Regions from separate parts of the Ovis aries genome. Here region 2 is linked to region 1. Evidence: chromatin contacts called from public Hi-C data. All regions are on one chromosome and are shown on one strand. The core of a region is the stretch at or near the end of the contact, and the rest is flanking DNA. Distances in the headings are between cores, read along the strand shown.

The links. A called contact is a pair of places that touch in the nucleus more often than the background predicts.
Region 2: a contact with region 1 is called in a Hi-C map of tail adipose tissue, with 4 times the contacts expected there. The contact joins the promoter of MYO10 here to the enhancer-like site in region 1. A contact is called at or near these places in 6 of 16 Hi-C or Micro-C datasets (blood, hypothalamus, muscle and 2 more).

What each region holds. Positions count from the first base shown.
Region 1 is chr16:56,174,748-56,180,114 of ARS-UI_Ramb_v3.0, forward strand. No RefSeq gene overlaps it. Among named protein-coding and RNA genes, the nearest start is that of BASP1, 40 kb to the left of the region's middle. Within about 2 kb of position 2,829, at least 11 of the 54 cell types and tissues checked have an H3K27ac peak or open chromatin away from gene starts, as enhancers often do. A contact at or near this core is called in tail adipose tissue, where this site is marked.
Region 2 is chr16:56,396,736-56,402,028 of ARS-UI_Ramb_v3.0, forward strand. MYO10 (myosin X) reads left to right here and starts at 2,556. Exons shown (of 40, transcript XM_060400564.1): 1 at 2,556-3,075. The coding sequence starts at 3,055. It overlaps LOC121816822 (a long non-coding RNA gene), which reads right to left and starts at 3,768. Exons shown (of 2, transcript XR_006056542.2): 1 at 3,361-3,768; 2 at 1,117-2,111.

The DNA.
Region 1 (5,367 bases), core at 1,579-4,078:
GGGAGTCTTGGAATGATCCCTGTGGATAAGGTGGTGGGGTGGGGAGCTTCTCTGGTCTCTTTTAAATATTGTATATTTCTATTTTATACTTAATTATCTACCTATAAGAGGATAGTGAAGATATCCTTCAGAATCACGGTCAATCAGGAGTTACCTTTTGGGTATCTTTTCTGTGTTTTGGATAGAAATGTGTCTGTTGCTCTGGGAATTCATAAAACCTCAAGCCGCATGGACTAAAGTACGTGGTCATGTTCTTATCTCCCAGTATCTGCCAGACTTTCTTCTCCCTTCCTCCCCATTCCATCCTGAGAAACGGCCATGCCACCTCTCAGAATACGGGAAAGATCAAGCACAAGCCAGGTTAAGCCTCCTCCCCATCTTTCCTGCCTCCCCACATCCCTGGCACAGGAAGGTCATTAGCTTGCTGGCTCTGTGTGCCAAGATCATTCCAAATGCCTTAGGAAGCCCTCCACTCAATTCCCTCTGCTGTCCCCATTCCTCCTCCCAAAGAGCCATCTTCCAAGTCTGCCTCATGCTCGGACAGAATTCCTTATCCTGTTGTGACTCAGCAGGGTTGAGACAGACTGGAATTTCCAAAAGTCCCAGTTTAAGAGAAATCGAAGAAAGTCAAGGAAGCACAGAAGCACAGCTGGGTTTGTCCCGGGACTCCAGGGTCTTTGTCTGAGCTCAGGCACTGAACTCAGGTGTTGAAGGTCACCTCCTGGTGTCCTCCCTGCTGGACCATTCTCATGTGAGAGTGCCGCCCTGCTTCTCTGCCAAGAGTGTCCTAGCTGATCACCCCCCGGGATCAGAGCCACTCCTGACCCAGGGCCCAATCTCCAGATGAGAGGCAGACGGTAAGATCCTTCCCACAGGGAGTGGTTTAGTCCCATGTCCATCCTTCCAGTGGAAGAATTGTGAAAATATAACCTTAGAACAGGCCTGCCATTTATATGAGATAATTATCTATACAGCACAGCCTGTGTAGGTTTAAGGAAAATAAGTCATCTGACCAAGGCTGAAGGGTTCCACCTGGTGATACAGAAAGACAAGGACAGGACTTCCCCTGCAGTCCAGTGGTTAAGACTCTGGGCTCCCAATGCTTGAGGGCATAGGTTCAATTCCTGGCCAGGGAGCTGGGATCCCGCAGGCCACACGGGGAAATAAAAATTTTTAAATAGACAAAAGAAAGAGGCAAGGATATGATGGATAAGAAGCCAGTGACCCTGCCAGTGAAGTGTAGACCAGGACATTGTCATAAAGAAGTGGGATGGGGCGCGGCAGAGATGCCCCGATTCAAAGAAGGCAGGGATCGCTGGTGGGGAACAGCTTGGGTCATTCCAAAGAACACTGAAGTTTCCCCAGCTGGTGGGATTTGGGAAGGAAAACAAGCAGCCCAGTGTGATCATAGTTAACAGTTCTCAAGTTATGCCGGCACCATGCCAGTCGCCTCATATGGATCTTCTCACTGCATCCTTGCAACTACTACATGCTATATCAACCACCGTTATCTATCTGCGTTTTCCAGAAGAGTCAGCAACCTTAGAAACATTCAGGTACTTGGCCAAAGTCACGCGAACAAGTGCATACAAAGCAGAAATTAGAATCCAGGTCATCAGATGTTGCAGCCAGGGTCTTGACAGTATATAGGTATACACACACATACGAACAGAGTCGCATCTTAATTGAATTGGGGAAGTGGGAGGGAGCAATCACCAGGACATCCCAGAAGGAGACAAAAAGGAGGAAAGAGAGGAATTACACAATGTCAAGGAGTCAACAGATGGGGGATTATTTTCCAAAAGGAAGAAGAGTGATGGATTGCAAATGATTCGGGTGGGGGGATGGGTTGGGGAGAAGAGGGCTGACATAACCGTAAATCCCCAACCCAGGTGATGGAAAATAGAAAAGTAGAAAGCAAGCCAGATTTCAGTTAAGGTTTGCATCCTTGGAAAACTCTGAGGATGCAAAAGGGATTATCCACCTCATAGCCAGGACCCAGACAGCCCAATGGGACCAGCTGGCATGGAAGCAGAAGAGGAGTCAGAAGCCCATGGATGGGAAAGCCACAGAGCAGCAGGAGGCCAAGGAGACATGTTACCGGGGGCCGGCACTTGGATGATCCCTGGAGATGGCAGAGTGGCAGGCAGGATGGGACGTGCCAGCCTCCAGAAGCCCCGCAAGCATCCAGTCCCGTTGTTTCCAGTCCTCTGAGCCTCCAGGGCACTGGAGTGCTCGATCAGCTGGGCGCCGCCCCAGGTGGAAGGGGCGTCTTTGGGGCCACAGGTGCCTCGGAGAAGGAAGGAATTCTGCCCCACCAGCTGATGGCTGGGAGCTGCCAGTCCTGCAGGAGGAGAATTAGCTGCTCTAGGAAGCTTACCCTGGCGTGACAGAGGGAAGGTACAGTAATCTGCCTAATGTACATTCCTTTTTCCACTGGAAAAATCTGAAACAGAGAATAATTTGCCTTAAAGCATGACTGTTCCTTCTGCTTGTCTGGAAGGGGTGGGACACACAGTGACGCCAAAGAGCCAGACCTGTAGTATTTATGATAATTAAGACCCTAGAACCGAAGCTCTCTCTTTTGGCTCCCAGGTAAATTCCAGTATGTAGCAGCCACATAACTAATCTCAGGATCACTGGTGTTGGTCTATTTTTCTAACCTTCAGGTCTTGTTGCTATTTGGAAACCATCTCAATCAGCTGCTAACGATATGTCATAGACTTTCTCAACCGTCTTGTACTCTTGCCCTCTCTGACTCCTCCCAGGCTGAGCTGTGTTGAAATAGTTTTTGAGTGTGTTTAAAGTTCCAGGAAATATTTTTAAGATTTCCTTAAAAGATGAGTTGGAACTAAATGGAAGTCGTGCTTCTGTTTAGCTCTTCTCGAAGGTTCTGAGAACAGCCCCAAACGAGGGCCATGATCATTTTTTTTTTCTTGGCACTGTTTTCTCTCTCCTTTTCCTTGTTTTAGTACGGAAAGTTCCAAACTGGCACAACAGCCTGGAGGGAAGAATGATGACGCCCTAAGTATTCATCACTCAGCCCCAACAATTCTCAGTTCATTTTGGCCACTAGATTCAATAGACAGTATTCCTTTGCAAATGCACTGAAATATTGCGCCCAGTTTGGAGTACTATCCCCATTCCCTCCATATTTCCAAGGGGGCACTGAAATAGTGCTTAGCACAAATGGCAAACAACATGTTTTTGCAAACTTCTTAGATTCTGAATTTCAAATAGATTTCAAGGAAATCATTAGGGGATGGGAACTAGGGGCCTCCTTACAAGGGCACGGATCTCATTGTCATTTGCTATTTTGAATGTGACTCTAAAACAAAAATGATCCTTTATGCCAGGCTCACATTTTACTTGTTGGGGATTTTAACCACATGAAACAAATTCCAGTAAGAAGCTTTAAAAATTTCCCAGCTAAAGAAATGCTGATGGTGGCAGGATAGGGGCGGGTACAAGTAACTGAATTTCTGTAAACTTCAGCCAAGTCATGCAAGTTTACATTGCAAACTGTTGAAAAAGGGTCCATGGGAGATCCCTTGGAGGTGAGTCAATGGAAGCTACTCTAGAGGGAGTCAGACTTCTTGAATAAGGAGGAGAGATTGATCTGTTTGCTGAGTTTCTCAAAAGCAGAAACTTCCCTCCTTCTTTCTCTCTTTCTTCGTCTCTGTTTAAAGAGCCGGGTCTTGTTAAGAAAATGAGAATTTACCTCATCAGTATTAGCAGTCACACACTCTCTGTCTTCTGTTAGCAAGTGAAAGTGAAAAGAAAAATTATGAGCAGGAGCTTCCAATTCTTGCTCAAGATCTAGCTATATTATATATTTCCAGAGTCACTGGAAACTTTCCGTTGTGGGATATGGTGAACTCAAATGATAGCCTCCAAATCCTGACCATGTCTGTGTAACAGTAAACAATAGGTTTGGCATGAAATAGATCAGGGCTGAAATCTTGGCATCTGCACTTCCACGTGTATTCTTCCTTGGAACAAAATGTTTAAGACTTATCTCTAAAATAAATGCTGTCCCATGGAGGAGGCTAGATAGCTTACACACACACATACACACACACACTCCATATACAAATAGAAAGAAGGAGACCCATTATCTTGGGCCAAGACTGCCCTAGAAGGCTCCTTGCTAGGACCCTGAAATGGAAGAGTTTCTTCAAGGACCCCAAAGGTGGCTGCATTCACTTGGGACAACTTGTCACATTCGTGACCATCTGAAGAGATGCAAAAGAAAAGACCACCCTCTCGAGAGTTAGTGGCCTGGGTTTTATCTGTGCTCCTTCAGGGATTTAAACTGCAGGATTTAACGTTCAGCTAATTTCTTTAGCTCTGATGATCTAAAGGTTTAAACGCAGATCTAAATTCACGGTGGGCTATGAACACAGACCAGGGCTTAGCATCTGCTGGCGACAAGTCTTAGCTCCATGCATACAAGCTGTGTGTCCACGGGAATGTCACTTCACTTCTTCCACAAACTAGAGAGGAATGCCTGGGTCACAGGTTCTTGTTAAGGACTGCATCCTTTAAACATATAGAAAGTGCCTGACCTATGGCATATGCCATAATACTGATATTCTCCTTCCTAAACTGCTGTTATTTCAAACATCACAGGGTCTGAGAAGGTTGCCTCTCTGGAACACAAGAAGAAAATTTAGTCTAAAATATTTCCCACACTAACTTCTTACTCAGAGTAGAATGAAAATCATGGGCTTCCCAGGTGGTACTAGTGGTAAAGAACCCACCTGCTAATGCAGGAGACACAAGGGATGTGGGTTCAATCCCTGGGTCGTGGAAGATCCTCTGGAGTAGGAAGTGGCAACCCAATCCAGTAGTCTTGCCCAGAGAATCCCATGGGCAGAGAAGCCTGGGGATGTTCATGGGGTCACAAATAGTCGGACATGACTGAAGTAACTTGGCACACACACATGCCCAGAAAGAAAATTATGCAAATTTGGGTCAGTACCGCTGAAAAATGCACACGAGATCAAAGTATCGCATAGTTCGTGTCTTATGGGAGATATTTTTACATTTTTTTCCCCTTTGTTTGTTTCAGTTCACTCAGAAATTTTTTAAAAAAAATGATATATGCTAAACCAAGCTGGAAAAGTGAAGTCTTTACAAAGTTTATATTCCTAATTAAATTAAGATTTCTAGCAGATCAAGGCCAAATAACTGGGTTCAGCCAAATATTTCCTTTGATCTTGAGATTTTTTTTTTTTTACTTCAAAGAGTAACCAGTGGGATCGCACAGGCTGCCAGGGGCTCCTCCAATCTCTACAACGAGGGGCTCATGGTGAAAGAAGAACTTGTGAGGATCCGGGGCTTGTGTTTGTCACTTACCCACAT
Region 2 (5,293 bases), core at 1,306-3,805, 220 kb after region 1:
TTTCCTTCTCCAGTGCATGAGAATGAAAAGTGAAAGTGAAGTCACTCAGTCGTGTCGGACTCTTAGCGACCCCATGGACTGTAGCCCACCAGGCTGCTTCATTCATGGGATTCTCCAGGCAAGAGTACTGGAGTGGGGTGCTATTGCCTTCTCCGATAAACTTTTAAAAGAAATGTAAATCAGTAAAGGGTTTCCCAGGTGGTTCCGTGGTAAAGATTCCACCTACCGACACAGGAGATGAGGGTTTGATCCCTGGGGAAGATCCTCTGAAGAAGAAAATGACAACCCACTGCAGTTTTCTTGCCTGGGAAATCCCATGTACAAGAGGAGCCTGATGGGCTACAGTCCACGGGATTGCAAACAGTAGGACATGACACAGCAACTATACCACCACCGCTAATTCAGGAAAATTTAACTCTTATGTATTGGATCTTGCTCAAAATTATTTTAGGAGGCAAGTTGGGGGTATGTAATTATTAACCTCAATTTCTTAATCAATAGGGAAGTGACTTTTAAAAGTTAACAGGTTATTTTTTTGAGCAGTTCTAACTTTACAGAAACATTAAGGGTAGTGTCCCTATATTTGTTTCCTCTATTATGAACATGTCGTATTAGCACGGTACGTTTGTTACAACTGATGAGCCAGTATTGGAAAGTGACTTTGAAATGACCATGGCCAAGGCTGGGCTGCGGCTGGGAACCAAGCCATATCCACACCCTCGCTTGAACAAGCTGCCTGGTACTTTCTCTTGAAAGATGTTCTATACAGATTAACACCATAATGGCTGTAACTGCTCTGTGCCAGTATCTGAACACAGGTGGCAGCGGGACTCATTTGACTAAGCCCCGTGATTGGTGCCTGGGATGGTTGGTATTTATCCTGGCTCCATCTTAATTTTCTGTGCAACCTGGGACACAATCGTTAATGGCTTACATGTGTAAACCTGTGAAACAGGGCAATCACAGAGCACAATATCAAGTATTAGTTTATACCCTGACTCTTTCTAAAGGGAATGGGTACAACGATATTAATGCTGAAGAACTGCTCTGACACAGGTTACAAACAGGCTTGAGTTTTCACACAAGGGTGACATTCATTCATTCTCTGAAACAGTCTGAGGATATTTGAAAGCAAGGTGCTTTTATTTTCTCAACTGAAGATGGGAAGGACACCAATTAAAAAGAAAAACCCTATAGAATATAGTTTTACTCCAATATGATACAGTTTCCTCAGTAGTCTTAGGATAAGCCACACCTGGTCGTTAGGTGGAGCTGGCAGTGGCCTGAGTGGCTGGACACCTCTGGGCAGGCTTCCCAGGAAAGATGTCTTTCTGACTTGAGTTTTAAAGGATAAGCAGTTGCCAAATCCCCTAGAGAGAGTTTCTCAAACCACCTGTGGTTAAGAACCAGTCGTTTTTGTTCCCAATCTGCCAGGTACCAATAGGAAACCCCTGCTGTGCCAGGTATGACTCACCAGGAGTCTGACAACACCCAAACTGGTTTATTCTCGGTTCAGAGTCCACCAATCACGTGCTTCTATGTCGTGGTGTTTTTTACATTGCTACAAATGTTTTTAAACCTTTGCTCTCATTTTCTGTTACAGACAGGTTCCAGTTTGCAGAACAGCACAAGGCAGCTGAAACTTGCTGGAAATGCAAGATTATCAGCGCTCACTCTAATCAAGTCCAATCTGCATTTTAACCAGATTCCCAGGTAATTCCTGTGCACGCTAAAGTTCGAGGGATTGCCCTAGAGACCCCAGGACTCGGTATGGGGGTGGGAGGATTTGAGCTTTCACCCACTTCCACTTGGCTATCTGCTTCCTTTGGGTCAGTGGAAACGGTTACATTTTTTAAGGTGTAATTGGCCACGTCCTCTTCCAGTTCACAAAACTGAATTTTCCCGCCGCGACGAAAACTTCTTGTAACCTGAGTGCAGGAGAGAAACTCCATACGGGTAGGCGGCTTCCAGAAATTCTGATCAGCCTTCGTTCTCTGCTTTGATCTGGCCCAACAGCCGGGGCAGCTCCTCGGATCGCGCTTCCGTCCCCGGGGTCGATCATCTGCCGAGCTGCATTAATAAGTTCCACGTTGAGCCGGTTCCAGGGTCTGCTAAAGATCAAAGGCACACACACACACACACACACAAATCCCCCAACCCCTCCTCCTCCTCAGTGACTATTAGGTCTCTATCACCAGAGGGGCGTCAACTTCCCCTCCCCTCCCCACAATGGGGAGGGGAGGAGGCGGGGAGGTAGTCCGCTAAGCGCTAGGGCCCCACCAGCCTCCGAGTCTCCAAGCCCGCGGCGGCCCGAGGCGCGGAGTGGGCGGGGCTTGAGCGAAGTTGGGGGCGGGTCGCGCCGGCCGGGCGAGGCCTAACCTGGCGGAAGCGAGGGGAGGGGCGGGCTGAGGGCGGGGCTCCCGGAGGGGTAGGGCGTGGCCAACGAGCTTCTGGTGGGCCGGCTGAGTGGGCGGGGCTCAGCCGTGGGCGGGGCGAGACGAACGAGTGGGCGGGCCCGGACGAGAGGGCGGGGCGAGCCGTGCGCCCCTGTCCGCGAGTCTCGGTGTGACCGTGAGCCGGTGAGACCCGGGCGCCGGAATCCTCACCGCCGCGGCGCTCGAGCCGGGAGAGCCACCTCCGGGGCTCGCTCTGTGGCCGCTGTTCCCCTGCCCGCCCCAAGCGCCTCGGGCCGGAGCGCAGAGGGAGTGGGGCGCACTCTCCAGCCGCCCCCCGCCGCCCTCCCCCAGCCCGGGGGAAGAATGTGCCACCAGCTGTTCTCCGCTCGCGAGCGCTGCGCCCAGGAGTGAGGAACTTGGAGCCCGAGGAGACAAAGGCTGCAGTTGGGACGGATGCGTTAAGAGACTGGGGTTTGGGCAAACAAAAGGTGCGAAAGCCGAGAAGGGGGAGACGGAGATGGCAGCGGGGGAACCCCGCGGGCTCGAGTTTCTGGGAGTCGCGCCGTGACACGCATGGTTCCCCCGGACCTTGGGCTGCATTGACTTCCGCGAGAGCTGGGAGCCGGACTTGGGCAAGTTGGGGAGCGCACGGGGAACAATGGACAACTTCTTCCCCGAGGTGAGTGAGCTCGCGGCCGGGAGGGCGGGCGCGGGCTCCCTTCCTGCCGGGGACCTGGCCTCCGGGAAGGGAAGCGGTGCGCCCCCAGAGCCGCGCGCACACCCGCTACCGCGCGCGCTAAGCCCGAGAGGGCGAAACTTTCGGGGAGTCGCCAGAAGTCGAGCCCCGGGGTGGGGAGTCTCACGGCTGAATAAGCCGGGGAAGGATTTTATTTTGTCCCGCGCTCTCATTTGGCTCTGGGATGCCGCGAAGGTGAGCGTCCTGGCGCAGGGGCGTCTGGCTTACCGGCTGTCCCGCGGCGCCCCGGGCGAGGTGAGCCGGCGGACGAAGGGCCCCGACGGGAGGGCTGCCCGCCCCGCTGCCGGGGTGCGGGAAACCCCATGAAAAGGCTCACTGGGGACGTGCCTTTTCTCCAAGAAAGGTCTGGTCTGGTATTTCCTTTGCAAAACGTGCCGGCTTCCTGTGAGAGGGCGCAAACACTTCCAGAGGAGACGCTTAATGAAGTGTGAGAAGGGGGCGGCAAGCGTTCAGTCGTTGACTTGAGTTTTCGCCCGTCGGACCTTTGGAGTGTAGTGCTCCCCAAGAAGTGCTCCTTCAGGCTTTGAGATCCGGCTTTGAGATCATTCCAGAGCGTGAGATCAAAAGATCACATGTTTGTGCTGACTGTCCTTGGCAGATTTTGAATTCGAATGTAAAGAAAATCGTTTAGGGCGCACTTTGGTTATTTTGAGAGATGGAACTGATATTCCTTTTAGGGTCATTGAGGGCGGGACACCGCAGTTACTTGAAACCCTTGACTTGAGAACCTTTTTTTTTTTTTTTTCCCCTGGGATCGAGCGTTACTGTGGTTTCTTGGCTCCCTTTCCTTTCTTGGTTGTGTTTATTTAACAAATTCTATTTAAGTTTGAGGTTTAAAGTGGCTCAAAGTAAACTTAGTTAGCTTAAGGAGTCTGATGTGACTTTCATTGAAAGCCAGGGGATGTTTTGTAAACCCGGGACAGTTTTGGAAACTTCCAGCAATTTAGAGTTTGCCTCTGTATTGGCTATCTGGCTCTATCAGAGTTAATTGGATTTATTATTTCAAGTCATTGTACTCTCTAGGTGCCCACTTACCGTAATAGTCTAATGGCCAAAGTGATATATTCTTATGTAATAGTAATATCCATTTTTTTCCCAAAAAGTGGCTTCTCACGTGTGATGCCCACATTCATGATGAAAAAGTGAATTGGAAAGTAATCAATCATTCATTAATGCATATTTCCACTTTTGTTTTTAAATGAACACTATAACTGTGAGACTAGCGTTTCATAATCCATAGACCTTTGTTTTCATGCCTGTAAGAAGTCACCAGAACGTTCTGCAGGAGTTGCAGGTTAACCAGTGATGAAAGACCAGCGGGCTATGTTTAATTGCTTTCATCTGTAAGAAAACCTGAGGCTCTGCCTGCGGGACACCAATTCTTAACTTTTTTTTTGGTGGCAGGAAGGAGGCCCTTATTTTACTTTTGTGTTGTGAGTCTCTTAGGAAATTTGATCGGACATAGAATTTGTGTTCAATTTGTTGGGGTCCGGGTCCCCATGAAGCCTGTCTGGACCGCGGGGGAGACTAGTGACCTCCCCTTTGGAAGAACTCTGCCCCCTAGTGCACGTGGGGAGAACTGCAGGATAACGTGGAACAGCTGCAGCCTCCTGCCCTGATCCTACCCTTGGACTTGGAAATAACTCTCTCCTTACACTATACTTTTGTCTAGTGTAAGACCTGGTTGTTGGATTTTATATCCATGAGTAACATAATATTGAAGTTGGCCTTCAGTGATCAACTTCTTCATTCCCTGCCTGTCCTAGATGAAAAATCTTAACCCAAAGGTTTACCCTTGCCCAAGGTTGAATAGGTTGTTACAGAACCCACAGCCTTTATCCTCTGTTGCTGGTGACTTTAGTACTGGGGGAAATTTTTATGGGCTTAAAGTTATACTTTTACTCTTGTGATGCATTTGTATTGCAATGTTAATTTCTAATCAGAAATTTCTGATTAATTTCTAGTCAATATTCATTGCTAATCAGAGTTCCTCCCCTAACCATAGTTACTTTGGATGGGAAGTCAGCAGGGCCAGATCGGCTATGCAGTGTTGTGTTCTCTGGAAACATACTCCTCTACCGTAGATCCTATCTGTTAAGTATCTTATAACAGAGCACTCTTTTGTCAAATTGTCCAGCGA